4 separate regions of the Mus musculus genome follow, and all the other regions are linked to region 2. Evidence: chromatin contacts called from public Hi-C and HiChIP or PLAC-seq data. All regions are on one chromosome and are shown on one strand. The core of a region is the stretch at or near the end of the contact, and the rest is flanking DNA. Distances in the headings are between cores, read along the strand shown. Region 1 overlaps Samm50 (SAMM50 sorting and assembly machinery component). Region 2 overlaps Shisal1 (shisa like 1). Region 3 has its middle 27 kb from the start of Prr5. Region 4 has its middle 17 kb from the start of Gm34095.

Evidence for each region. A called contact is a pair of places that touch in the nucleus more often than the background predicts. HiChIP or PLAC-seq counts read pairs in DNA pulled down with a chosen protein or histone mark.
Region 1: a contact with region 2 is called in a Hi-C map of myocytes, with 3 times the contacts expected there. The contact joins two enhancer-like sites. A contact is called at or near these places in 6 of 484 Hi-C or Micro-C datasets (the N1E-115 cell line, brown adipocytes, cranial neural crest and 3 more), 2 of 115 datasets of contacts at active chromatin or transcription factors (bone marrow-derived dendritic cells and oligodendrocyte precursor cells) and 1 of 9 other capture datasets (embryonic stem cells).
Region 3: a FOXA1 HiChIP or PLAC-seq map of pancreatic cancer cells shows a contact between it and region 2. The contact joins two enhancer-like sites. A contact is called at or near these places in 1 of 39 promoter capture datasets (neural stem cells), 1 of 115 datasets of contacts at active chromatin or transcription factors (pancreatic cancer cells) and 1 of 9 other capture datasets (embryonic stem cells).
Region 4: a contact with region 2 is called in a Hi-C map of the N1E-115 cell line, with 2.3 times the contacts expected there. The contact joins two enhancer-like sites. A contact is called at or near these places in 5 of 484 Hi-C or Micro-C datasets (the C2C12 cell line, CD8 T cells, the HPC-7 cell line and 2 more) and 1 of 9 other capture datasets (embryonic stem cells).

The regions. Positions count from the first base shown.
Region 1 is chr15:84,211,721-84,214,420 of GRCm38.p6, reverse strand. It overlaps Samm50 (SAMM50 sorting and assembly machinery component), which reads right to left. Exons shown (of 15, transcript NM_178614.5): 15 at 1-295. The coding sequence ends at 250. Among named protein-coding and RNA genes, the nearest start is that of Gm52212, 4.2 kb to the left of the region's middle. Within about 2 kb of position 1,445, at least 88 of the 459 cell types and tissues checked have an H3K27ac peak or open chromatin away from gene starts, as enhancers often do. A contact at or near this core is called in myocytes and oligodendrocyte precursor cells, where this site is marked.
Region 2 is chr15:84,411,369-84,414,068 of GRCm38.p6, reverse strand. All of the region lies in intron 3 of Shisal1 (shisa like 1), which reads left to right. Among named protein-coding and RNA genes, the nearest start is that of Gm46527, 18 kb to the left of the region's middle. Within about 2 kb of position 1,393, at least 130 of the 459 cell types and tissues checked have an H3K27ac peak or open chromatin away from gene starts, as enhancers often do. A contact at or near this core is called in the N1E-115 cell line, embryonic stem cells, myocytes and 2 more, where this site is marked.
Region 3 is chr15:84,653,009-84,655,708 of GRCm38.p6, reverse strand. No RefSeq gene overlaps it. Among named protein-coding and RNA genes, the nearest start is that of Prr5, 27 kb to the left of the region's middle. Within about 2 kb of position 1,323, at least 223 of the 459 cell types and tissues checked have an H3K27ac peak or open chromatin away from gene starts, as enhancers often do. A contact at or near this core is called in embryonic stem cells and pancreatic cancer cells, where this site is marked.
Region 4 is chr15:84,592,357-84,595,056 of GRCm38.p6, reverse strand. No RefSeq gene overlaps it. Among named protein-coding and RNA genes, the nearest start is that of Gm34095, 17 kb to the right of the region's middle. Within about 2 kb of position 1,251, at least 22 of the 459 cell types and tissues checked have an H3K27ac peak or open chromatin away from gene starts, as enhancers often do. A contact at or near this core is called in the N1E-115 cell line, where this site is marked.

The sequences.
Region 1 (2,700 bases), core at 196-2,695, 200 kb after region 2:
CACCTGAAAGCCCTTAGGCCCAGGACAGCACAGGTCAGACTGTCACATGTCCTCAGGAAAAGCATGTGTCCATAAAGACGCATGGCCTGAAAAACAGACCACATCCAGGACACCGCTGAGCGTTTAAAATTTATTGACGTGATTTCCCATAAGGATTCCGGCCCAGAAGCACTCAACCGTGTCACCTCCAAATAGGCTTGGAGCCTGGGAGATGCCTGTTTCTCATCCAAGCTGCCCCTGGGACTCAAGTTACAGGAACCGAATCCCAGCTCCAAACTGGACACCATCACAAATCCTAAAAAGAAAGAGAGAGGTCAACAGGACGCTCCTTACACCATCGAGAGGCTCTGTACGCACCCCTACCCTGCCCCTGCCCCCCCCCCCCCAGTTCCCTAGGCTAATAGGAATTAGCCCCTGGAGAAAGGAGAAAAGACAGGAATAGAGCCCAAGACCCTCTGTTGCTCCATCCCACCCAAAGGTGCACTGTCCTGTTGTCAGGACAGCAAGTAGAGCCTGGGCCTCACAATGACCAAGCAACCCAGCCTCAGAGAGGCCAGCCACCAGCCAGCCCTTTTCTTGACCCAGGATGACATACATAAAGGGTCACCTCAGGTGTGCTCTCTGGAGAGCTTAGCTCAACCATGTCCTGTGTGGGCCTTCTCAGGACTGGCTGCAGGCACCAAACACCCAGTTCTGAGTGCTGTGCCATACTGGAATGTCAAGGCACAGGTAAATGGAAGCAGTCACTCTGCCCTGGGGAGGAGCCTCCTGCTTGGAGGGAAGCTGAATCTCTGGAGGCTGAAGACCCAAGCCAAGCTGCACAGTGCACCTGTGCCCTCAGCCCCGGCCTACATAAGAGGGACCACGGCTGCCTCAGAGAAGTAAGCTTTGAGATAAGCAAGTCAAAGATGCCTGTGCTATGACACACACCACAGAGCAATGCCCATGAGTATTCGAGGTGGCATCCAGAGTTACAGGGCCAGGACCCATCAGTGCTCTGCAGACCCCGTTGGCCTCCTCAGCCTCTACCTCTAGGCCAGGTGTAGGCTGCCTTCCTGCTGCATGGTGCCAGTGCTCACCCTTATACCAGGCCTAGCAGGGGTCATCCGAGAAGTCCACTGATACCCTCTCTTAACCCCCAAACACTCCACCCTGGATGGTGTGCTAGGTGTGGGCAAACAGCACTCGTGGGCCCCAAATAGAGCCCTTGACAGGCACAGAGAGGAAGACATTAACAAGGCTGAAGGGAGGGGGAGGGGGAGGAGAATAGAAAGAGGCGCACTTGTGAGAAGCCATTCCCTTAAGGCTTCAGCAACCCCACATTCTCTGTCCACCCATACTATACCCCTCCCCCAGGACAGCTGTACCCACATACAGGATGCCCTCCCCAGCTGCAATGATGGTGTCCTGTCCCTCCTGAAGCTCAAGGAACAGCTGGAGCGGGGCTGACTCACTGCTGAGTCTCCAGGGACCTGGTCTGAGGAGTCACGCTGTGACAGAACTCAGGTCCCAGAGAAGACTGTGCCAGAAATCATTCAGGACACAAGTCAGAACACTTCAAACTGTCACCCTTTGCAAAGGCCACAATTGCCAGTTTCAGAGCACCTGGCTTAACTCTGGGGGTGGGGCTACAGACAACTGTCCACCTGCCAACTGCCTAATTTTAGAAACATGATAAAATTGAGGTCATTTCCCTCAAATGTTTTCAAATTCCACTCTTGCCAACAAAGCTGCAAGGCAAACCACACTAGGGAAGGTATCTCTATGTTCAAGGCTGACCCTGGACAGCCTTCACTACCCACAGCCAACACCTGCCTGCCACCATCACAATGGCAAACAGCTGCCAGGCAAACCCGGGCCAGGGTCTTCCCCACTTCAGCACAGCAGACTTCTTCTTCCTGAAGGGTATGTTCTCAATTTATCTTTGAAACATGCTTCTTGGATTTAACTCATTGCAGCTGAGGGGTCCTGAGCTGTAAAGAACACTCGCTAAAGGGCCAATTAGCAAGAAGCTCAAGAGCGAAGGAACTGCTTGGTGCACACTGCCACCCTGTGGCTGCTGTCAGTATTACAGCAGCATGGGCCACAAGAGGTGAGCTGCTCAGAGAGCTGCTGCAGCTGTGGTTGGCACTGGAGCCCACCACACCCCTGTGACCTGGCCCCAACACAGTATGTGAAGGCAGCTGGCCACAGCTCCGCTTCAGCTCCACCTACATGGTAGGCTGCACAGAGCTAACCCAGGCTGAGAAGGCACCTGCTGCGCACCAGGGCCCAGCCCTCCTCTCCTCACTGCACTGTGCAATCAGCAACTGTGGCAGGTCAGACTGTAGGCAGCAGGCGTGGTGGACAGAAGACACTGAGAGACAAGAACAGTGGGCCAGTACAACACAGCAGTATGGGAGTGACAGACACCATAGTCAGACCACACAAAAGCAGAGCGGGAGGGCCGCTCGGACATGCAACATTTCCCCTGAAAGCTCAGAGCTGTCTGTCAAAGCCTTCTAGTCTCTGCACAGGAAAACAGAGCCAGAGTAGCTATGTAACCTATTCCAGGCCCTACCACAAGGCAAGGTGGCATCTGGCCTTGTGGCCCGTGGGAATTGATCTGTCTGGGATAAAGGCACAAGAGAGGGGCCCATGAGAGGCCAGGTGCTTGCATTGGCTCCCCGTGAGGCTGCCTGCCTGTCAGCAGGTGGCCCG
Region 2 (2,700 bases), core at 144-2,643:
GAATGGTGATGCTCTGAAGCTTCGTTGAGTTTTTAATCCTTGGCTTTCGGAAGCACTCCAGGCGGGACAAGGCATCTGTGAGTCTCTGTGCTGTCTATCCTGCCGTGCTGGTCACAGGGACTCACAGCCACAGCTAGCTGGTTTGACACAGGAGAACAGTGGGGAATCTCAGACATCCTAGGGCTCTGGAGACCCCACCTTAGGAACTCTGGAGAGTCTTCTGGCAGAGGCAGACCTTAGAGGGAGGCTCAGGAAGGCACTCTGATGTTAGGGTCTGGTCCTCCTTCACTGTGAGATCACCTGGGCCTGGGCGGGACTATTCCAGCCTCTACCTGTCAGATGTAAGGACCAACCCACACCCACCCCGCTGACACCAGTGTCCCTTGACAGATGTGGGGCCTGCTGACCTAGGGCATCTTCCTTTGTAAGCAAGCGTCTAGCCATCTTCCTGATACTCCCTCTCCGTAGGGTGATACAGCTGGGCCCTGCTGTCTCACCACCAAGCCAGCACTCCTTCTAAGGGAGCCGAGGCAGCCAGACCTAGAAGTGAAGTCGGAATGAGTAACTCTGGGCAGACTCCTTGCAGAGGAGGAGTGGACATGGATGAGACTGGGTTAGGCCTGGCCTCCCAGGTGGGACAGGGCTTCCTAGACAAGGTCAGGGGGTGGGGTGGTGTGGGGGGTTCTCAACCAAGGGCGGGGCCTCCCAGCCAGGGGCAAGGCTTCTCAGCCAGGGGCGGGGCTTCCCAGCCAGAGGCAGGAACTCCCAATTGGTTGGGATAGGAATTCTATCCTGAAAGCTGTAAGCGGCATTTGTATCATAGAGCAAGCTATTGGGACGAGGACCCTGGGGACCTGATCAGTCCACAAAAGCCAGAATGTGGCTTGGGAGGGAATCAAGCCACACAGAGGGGCAGTGGGAGCCTTCTGTCCAGTTTCCAGGCTCAGGGGCTTTGTGGAGAGAACCCAGGCCCAGGGACCTATAGCAGGGGTTGGCTTCCAGGTGGACTCAGTTATAGAGAGGTGACAAGAGGTGAATCTTTGGGAGTCAGAAGTCGGGATGACAGCCTGAAATGTGGCCAAAGAAAGTCACTGTTACTGTAGGGTAGACTCACCGTATGGAGACAACTTGTGGATTCACTACCATTTAGGACCTTTGCCATACCAAAGTCACAGCCACCCTGACTCACTCAGCCTCAGACTCTCTGGGAGGGAGAAGAGAGGGACCAAAAACATGTGGATGAGGTTCCCTTGTCCTGGACCCCAGCAAGTTGGCAAGGGTTGAGGCTGGGGACACAGACACCCTTGATCTGTCATTCAGCCACAGGGCAGGAGGCTGGGCCTTGTCTGAAGCCAGGGAAGTTGCCCCATCTCCTGAGGCTGGAGATCCAGAATCTCAGGCCCCGCCCAATGGTTCAAGCCAGTGTGACACCCCGCCCCCCAAGAGGCTCCTCCTCCTCCACCGCAGTGAGTCAGCAGGAGGTGGGCTGGTGACCTGGTCTTATTTATTTGTGTGTTTTGGATGAACAGAGTGTTGTGTGGTGATTCCAGCTGCCTGGCAAGAAGGCAAGCCACTGAACGCGAAAAGGAGGCTGCTTTGCCAATTCCACCACCGCAGCAAGATGCCTGCTTCCAGCCCAGCAGGCAGCCAGGGGCCAAAGGAGGGCCAGCCAGGCACCCTACACCCCTCCTAGACTGGTCTTGTCCCTGACAAGTCAGGGGGGAACCTTTGCTCAGAGCCACAGGAGAAAGCAATCAGCTTTCTCTGTGTGTCTCTCTGTCTCTCTGTGTCTCTCTGTCTCTCTTGTGCTTGCATGCATGCTCTCTCTGTCTCTCTGTCTCACTCTATCTCTGTTTCTCTGTCTCTCTATCTCTCTTGTGCTTGCATGCATGCTCTCTCTCTGTCTCTCTGTCTCACCCTGTCTCTGTTTCTCTGTCTCTCTATCTCTCTTGTGCTTGCATGCATGCTCTCTCTCTCTCTGTCTCACTCTATCTCTGTTTCTCTGTCTCTCTATCTCTCTTGTGCTTGCATGTATGCTCTCTCTGTCTCACTCTGTTTCTGTTTCTCTGTCTCTCTGTCTCTCTTGTGCTTGCATGCATGCTCTCTCTCTCTCTCTCTCTCTCTCTCTCTGTCTCACTCACTCTGTCTGTCTCTCTGTCTCTCTCTTGTGCCTACCTGTATGCTCTCTCTGTGTGTCTCTCTGTCTCTCTCTTTCTTTCTCTCTCTCCCGAGGCAGGATGCCAGGCGATGGCTAGGAAAGAGGGCCTGCAGGTGTGGAGATTGGTCTCCAGAAAAAACAGAGCAGTTGGCTCTCCTGGGCCTGAATCTGGGCGGACCACTAGGTCGAACTGGGTCTGTGTTCAACACGCTGCCTCTTGACCCTGTGGTCCTGCTCTTTGGTTAAGCCTATTAGCAGCTAGGCCCAAAGAGACAGCAGCTCACCCCACTGGAACATCCCTTGACAAGGAAAATAACATTGTTTTTTATACAAGTGAGCTCCACCTCCCAGGTTACTAAACACAAGACCTGTGCCACCTATGACTGCACCAGCCGACCTCTTCCTGGAAGTGTAACTTTAGGCATGGTTTCCTGCTTGTCCGTGCCTAGACCTATTGAGGATGTCCTCAGTGATTTTTATTTGTGATTGTTTAGATACAGGGTCTCATTCTGTAGCCCAGGCTAGCCATGAACTCAAGATTC
Region 3 (2,700 bases), core at 74-2,573, 240 kb before region 2:
TAAAAACTATTCCGAACAGACTCATGAGCCCCTCCCCTTGGCTGTCAGACTATGGAGATAATGCACCCCACGATTCTGGGATATTGATATTCCCAGGGGTTTCACACTGGGAAAAGAACAAAGCTGACTCCTAGAGCTGACCCAAGGAGGAGCTTGCATCCTAGGAAGAGATTCTGCACGGTCCTCATAGTTTATCAGACCACCTTGCAGAAGAGACTAGACGCAGACAATGATGGTAGGCGGGGCCCCGCTTGGACCAGGACTGCCTGGCTATGCACACTTCTTCCCCTTTATGTCAGCCTAAATATCTTGTTAGGACACAGAAGATGGCCTTGAGTAGGAAGCAGTCCCTGGGCCTCTGCGTTCACCTTCCCAACATGGCTATGTTGAATAAACTTCCTATTTTCTCCTCTCTGCGTGTTGCTTGTCTTTAATTGGCTTGTCGAGGACAGTTTGCTGAGCTTGGCTTGTTGGGGGGGCTGCCAGGGCCCAGACCTTAACTTGAGTAACAAGCCCACAGGGAAGCCTTGCAGCTGGGAAGCTGGGGTTGGAATGCAGAAGGACTCCCAGTTGCTCGGAAGAGCTTGAAGGGCAGGGCTGAAGAGCAGGGTGAGCGAGGCCTAAACGCTAATTCTGCCAGTTGCTATGATCAAGGTTGTGATGTTGGAAGCCCATGCGGTGGTTCTCAACCTTCCTAGCGCCGTGGCCTTTCTATTTCGTTCTTCACATTGTGGTCATCCCCAACCTTAAGATTGCTTTGTTGATGCTTAACTTAAATTTTCATAACTGTAATGTTGCTACTGCTATGAACCGTAATGGAATATATCTGCTATGCAGGATATCTGCAATGCGACTTCCCCTCCCCCCATAGCCTGGGAACTGCTACCATAGGGGTTGGGTTGCTTCTGTCCGCTAGGGAGAGCTGAGGGAAAGTCTCCCTCAACAGCAGGCTCACAGATTTACAGTTCCTGGGAAAGTGTCATCCTGCAGTCCTCAGCTGCCCTGCCAGTGAGTGTCCACCCTGGGTCCCCACAGAAGAGCCTGAGAGGATGAGGAGATCAGGACCCTGGTTCCAGGATGGGCACCTTTCCTTCATCCCCATGGGAACAGCTCTGGCCGGCAACTCTTCCTCCCCCACCCCAAGACATAGAACTTGATGATAAAGAGTCTAAGCTCCCTCCTCCATGCACACTCAGAAAGCCCGGCAGGCAGCTGCCCCATCCCCCGCCCCGCCCCGCCTCCCCCCACTCATCCACATCCTGTGTCCCAGGGTGGGATTAGTGACGAAGGCTGTGGTCTGGCATCCTGCCAGCAATCTGTCCTTCCGCGGCTGCTCTCAGGTTTCCATGTAGAGTCAGCACAGGCGCAGTTGGCCTGAGATGGCTGGCTTCTTGGAGAGCCTGCAGCCAGCCTGCCGTCAGCATCCCAGACCTTTCAACGGGTCCGTTCGGTGCTTTATCCACAGAGCCAGGGCTCTGTAGAACGCTTCTAGGTTTCCTACGCGAGCAACATACAGGCTGTTTAGCGCTTCCGGATCAAGGGGGGAATGGGGAGAGCCGAGATCCATGTCTTATGCCGGGCTGCTGGAGAAAGCTTCCGATTTACTGTGACGTTAGTCTATACGTTCTTGGAATTTCTTTACCGGTTGGTGGGGTATCCCTTTTTTTTTTTTAATTTGTTTGAGGATTATTCGTTTTTGCATCTATTGAAGACATTTGTCCTTAAAATTTTTTTTTTTTTTTTTAATTCTGGGGCTGGGGCTGTAGCTCCGTTGGTAGAATACTCGTCTAGCACACACAAAGCCCCAAGTTCCACCCACAGCATGGCATAAAACCAGGTAGGGTCCCAGCACCGACCAGGAGTTCAAAGTCCTTCTTGGTTATAGAGCAGAGTCAAAGCTATCTTGGGTTGCTTGAGATCCTCACAAAGTTATAGATTCTGTGTGATGGCTTAGATGGTTATATATCCATAACCCTAGAATTCTTTCTTTCCTTTTTCAAGACAGGGGTTTTCTATGTAGCCCTGACTGTCCTGGAACTCACTCTGTAGACCAGGCTAGCCTTGAACTCTATCTGCCTGTCCAGGACAGCCAAGGTTACAAGAGAAACCCTGTCTTGGAAAAACCAGAGGGCGGGGGTACTCTATTTTGATTTCTTGGGATAGGGTCACATGTAGTTCAGGTTGACTTTGATTTCCAGATAGCACCCCCACACCCCGCCTCTTCTTTATCTATTTTATTGCAGAGCCTATAATGCCTACTTGATGGTCAGGGTTTAGCTGAGCCAAGTTGAGCCAGATAAAGACTTTCATTAGCCTGGGCTCTCCTCTGAGCGGAGCCTCATGTCCTCAGTCAGCCCTCCCCAGCCCTGGCACAGAAGGGCTGAGCTGGCTGTGTGGCTGAGGAGGTCGCTACACTGGATTCTTCACCTTTCGACTGAGCGGATTCCTGGAATCTAAGAGCATGAAAACTCATAACCCTGCGGGACTCCCAGCTCTGTTTCTGAATTCTAGGCCCCATCTTACCCTCTGCCACTGCACTGCTTAAAACCCGGGGATGGGGAAGGAGATGCCCCACAAGGGAACCCCCAGACCTCCGTCTACCTGACAGCCTGTGTGTCTTCACACCCGGTTAGCTCTTCATCCAAAGCCTTCGTTTTGTCTCCTACATGGGATGAGCCTTGCTCAGATCTGGAGTTTCTG
Region 4 (2,700 bases), core at 2-2,501, 180 kb before region 2:
TATGAATCGTACAGGCTCAGCAGGAAAGATTCCAGTTGTCACACTTAAAGAGATAAGGAAACACGTTTCAACAGTAAATTAGTTCAACAATCCCCATATATGTGTGTGTGTGTGTGTGTGTATGTATGTATGTATGTATGTATATTTGTGTGTGTGTGTGTGTATGTATATTCTTGCTCTCGGTCTCTGTCCCTCTCTCTCCCTGTCTCTCTGTCTCGAGATATATATATCTGAAGCATTATAGCTTTACACAAACTTCATTTCTTTCCTGTAAGAAGTGCAAATGAACTAGTCACTCTCCTGGGCTTTGGGTTCTGTGCAGTGACTTGCTAGACACTTCGATCTTTAAAAAATAAAGGTAATTAATGAATGTGAATGTTATATGTACTTGCTTTCTGTGTGTATGTGTTGCTTATGTGTAGTGGAGCATGTAGGTGTACATGCACATGTATGCACATGTGTGTGGACATAACCAGAGGTTAGCGTAAAGTGCCTTATTGTTTTCCACTTTTAAAATATTGTTATTTGTATCTCTCTGTCTCTGCTTCTTCCTGTCTCTCTGTCTCTGCCTCTCTCTGTGTGTATCTCTTCTCTCTCTCTCTCTCTCTCTCTCTCTCTCTCTCTCTCTCTCTCTGTGTGTGTGTGTGTGTGTGTGTGTGTGTGTGTGTGTGTGTGTAGAAGAGGGAGTTGTGCTGAGAACTGACCTCAGGCTCCCTGGAAAAGCAGCAGGCCTGCTAAACTGCTGAGCCATCTCCCAGTCTCTCCATGTTTTTGTGGTTGTCTCTCACTGAGCCTGGAGCTCACCTACTGGTTAAGCGGCTGCAGGCCACTTTCATCTTTAAGATGCCATCTCCCCAGGCACTGGGGAGGAGGAAGTGGATGCTGGCACATTCACAGATCTTTAACCCTCTGTGTTCTATTGGCCAGGATTCAGGAGTCTAACTCCCAGTCTCGTGCAAGGGGGCTGCCAGATGCAGCCCAGAAAGGAAAGACACTTTCCCATCCCAGGACCTTTACACAATACTTCTAAGTTCTGCTGATCTGGGCTCAAATGTCACTTCCTCAGGGAGTAACACCAAGGGAGGGCTGGAATCTTGGTTCCCCAGTCACCGTCACCTAAAGTGGTGACAACAGCAGGCTTTATGGCCTGACCCACATGCTCAGCAGCAGATGGGACTCTGCCTTTGAGAGAGACCTCCTGGCTGCTTCTGGAGGAGAGGCCACGAAGACATTTCTATTTTTAAGAAAGGGCAGCTCCCCTGGTGGCGTCCTGAGGAAAGGGCAGCTACGCGTGACGCCGTCTTTGATGAACAGCGTTGACTCCAGAGGCACATTTCACTAATGTTCTCTGAAAAAGGCTTATAAATTATTCAGCCACACAGCTGTCTGGGAGAGGCTGCGATGGTTCCTGCTAGGCGGCTGGGAAGAAGCTGAGGCCCAGGAGAGGCTGGGAGGGCAAGTGGTCAGAGCTGCAGAGTCTGTTTGTCTTCCCCTCCTCTAGGCATCCCTATGAGGGCTGCTCAAGTTGAGCCACCTCTAAATCTAGAAGTTTTATTAGCATTCAGTGTGGGTGACCAGTGGTCTCTGGCAACGCAAGTCAGCAGTGAGAATATGGGTGACGCAGAAGGGTCATCCAGGATGGGGTTTAAAGAATAAGTCAGAGTTTACATGGTGAGATAGCAGATAGATAGGGCAAGAGGCACCCCTGAAGGGTGGAGCTCTGTGGTAGGTGTGGACTGTCTAAAAATGGCTGCAGGTTCAGGCAGGCCCAGGACTCCAGGCCACTGGTCCACACTCTCCCCAGGAGTGGTGGCAAGGGGTCAAGAAGAAATATGACACAGATCTGCCAGAAAAGACGGCTCAGCTCTTTATAACTGACCCTCCATTTGATGTCAGAGTTGAAAAGGAACTTTCCGGATCACCCTGTAAGCACAAAGTTCCGTCTGTCCTGCCTGCCTCCTGGAGGACAAATGTATGGAGCCACACCCAGGCTGCAGCTGGTCATCGATGTGCCGAAGCCAACCTGTAGAACTGTTTTGCAGGAAGCAGGCCAGCCCGGGGCCCTGCTGCTTGGTTGATTGTGTTTGGTTGAGATGGAGCCAGCTGATGGCTGCCGATGGTTGCAGACCTGGGGTGTATGGACTTCCCTGTGATGTCCTCTCTCCTCCTTGCTGTGGCTCTCTGCCTTCTGCTGCTGTTTGGATGCACTCTTGGGAGTGGGGCCCTGGGTGAGTGGCGATAAGTGGAGATAACCCTCGCAGCCCTGATCTCGTTGCAACGGCACATGTGAGTTGAGTCCTGGGGCTGAGATGGTTTCCTGGTGTGTGGGATCAATTGGTTGTAGGTGCAAGGGCCCCCAGGCAACACAACGGCTGACTGCCAGCTCTTGTCTGCAGCTTGCTGGATATTCTTCTTTGGACTGGCTTCATAGCTCTGTGCCTCAGTTTCCCTAGGTTTGAGCGGCACTCTTAGCTCAGAGGGTGAGTGGAGTGAGCAGTGCATACTCAGGACGTGCTCTGGGAGTATTTGTCAAGGCATACGAAGGTGAATCCTTGGGAACCCCCCTTCTTCCTCTCTCCAGCAGAGGCCAGCCAGGGACTGCAGCCTTGGCAGGCAGATTCTGGCTGCAGTCCCATACTAGAGACCTTCTAATTGGCACGGGTGGGGAGTGTTTCCAACCCCAGCTCAGGCCCTGGTGAC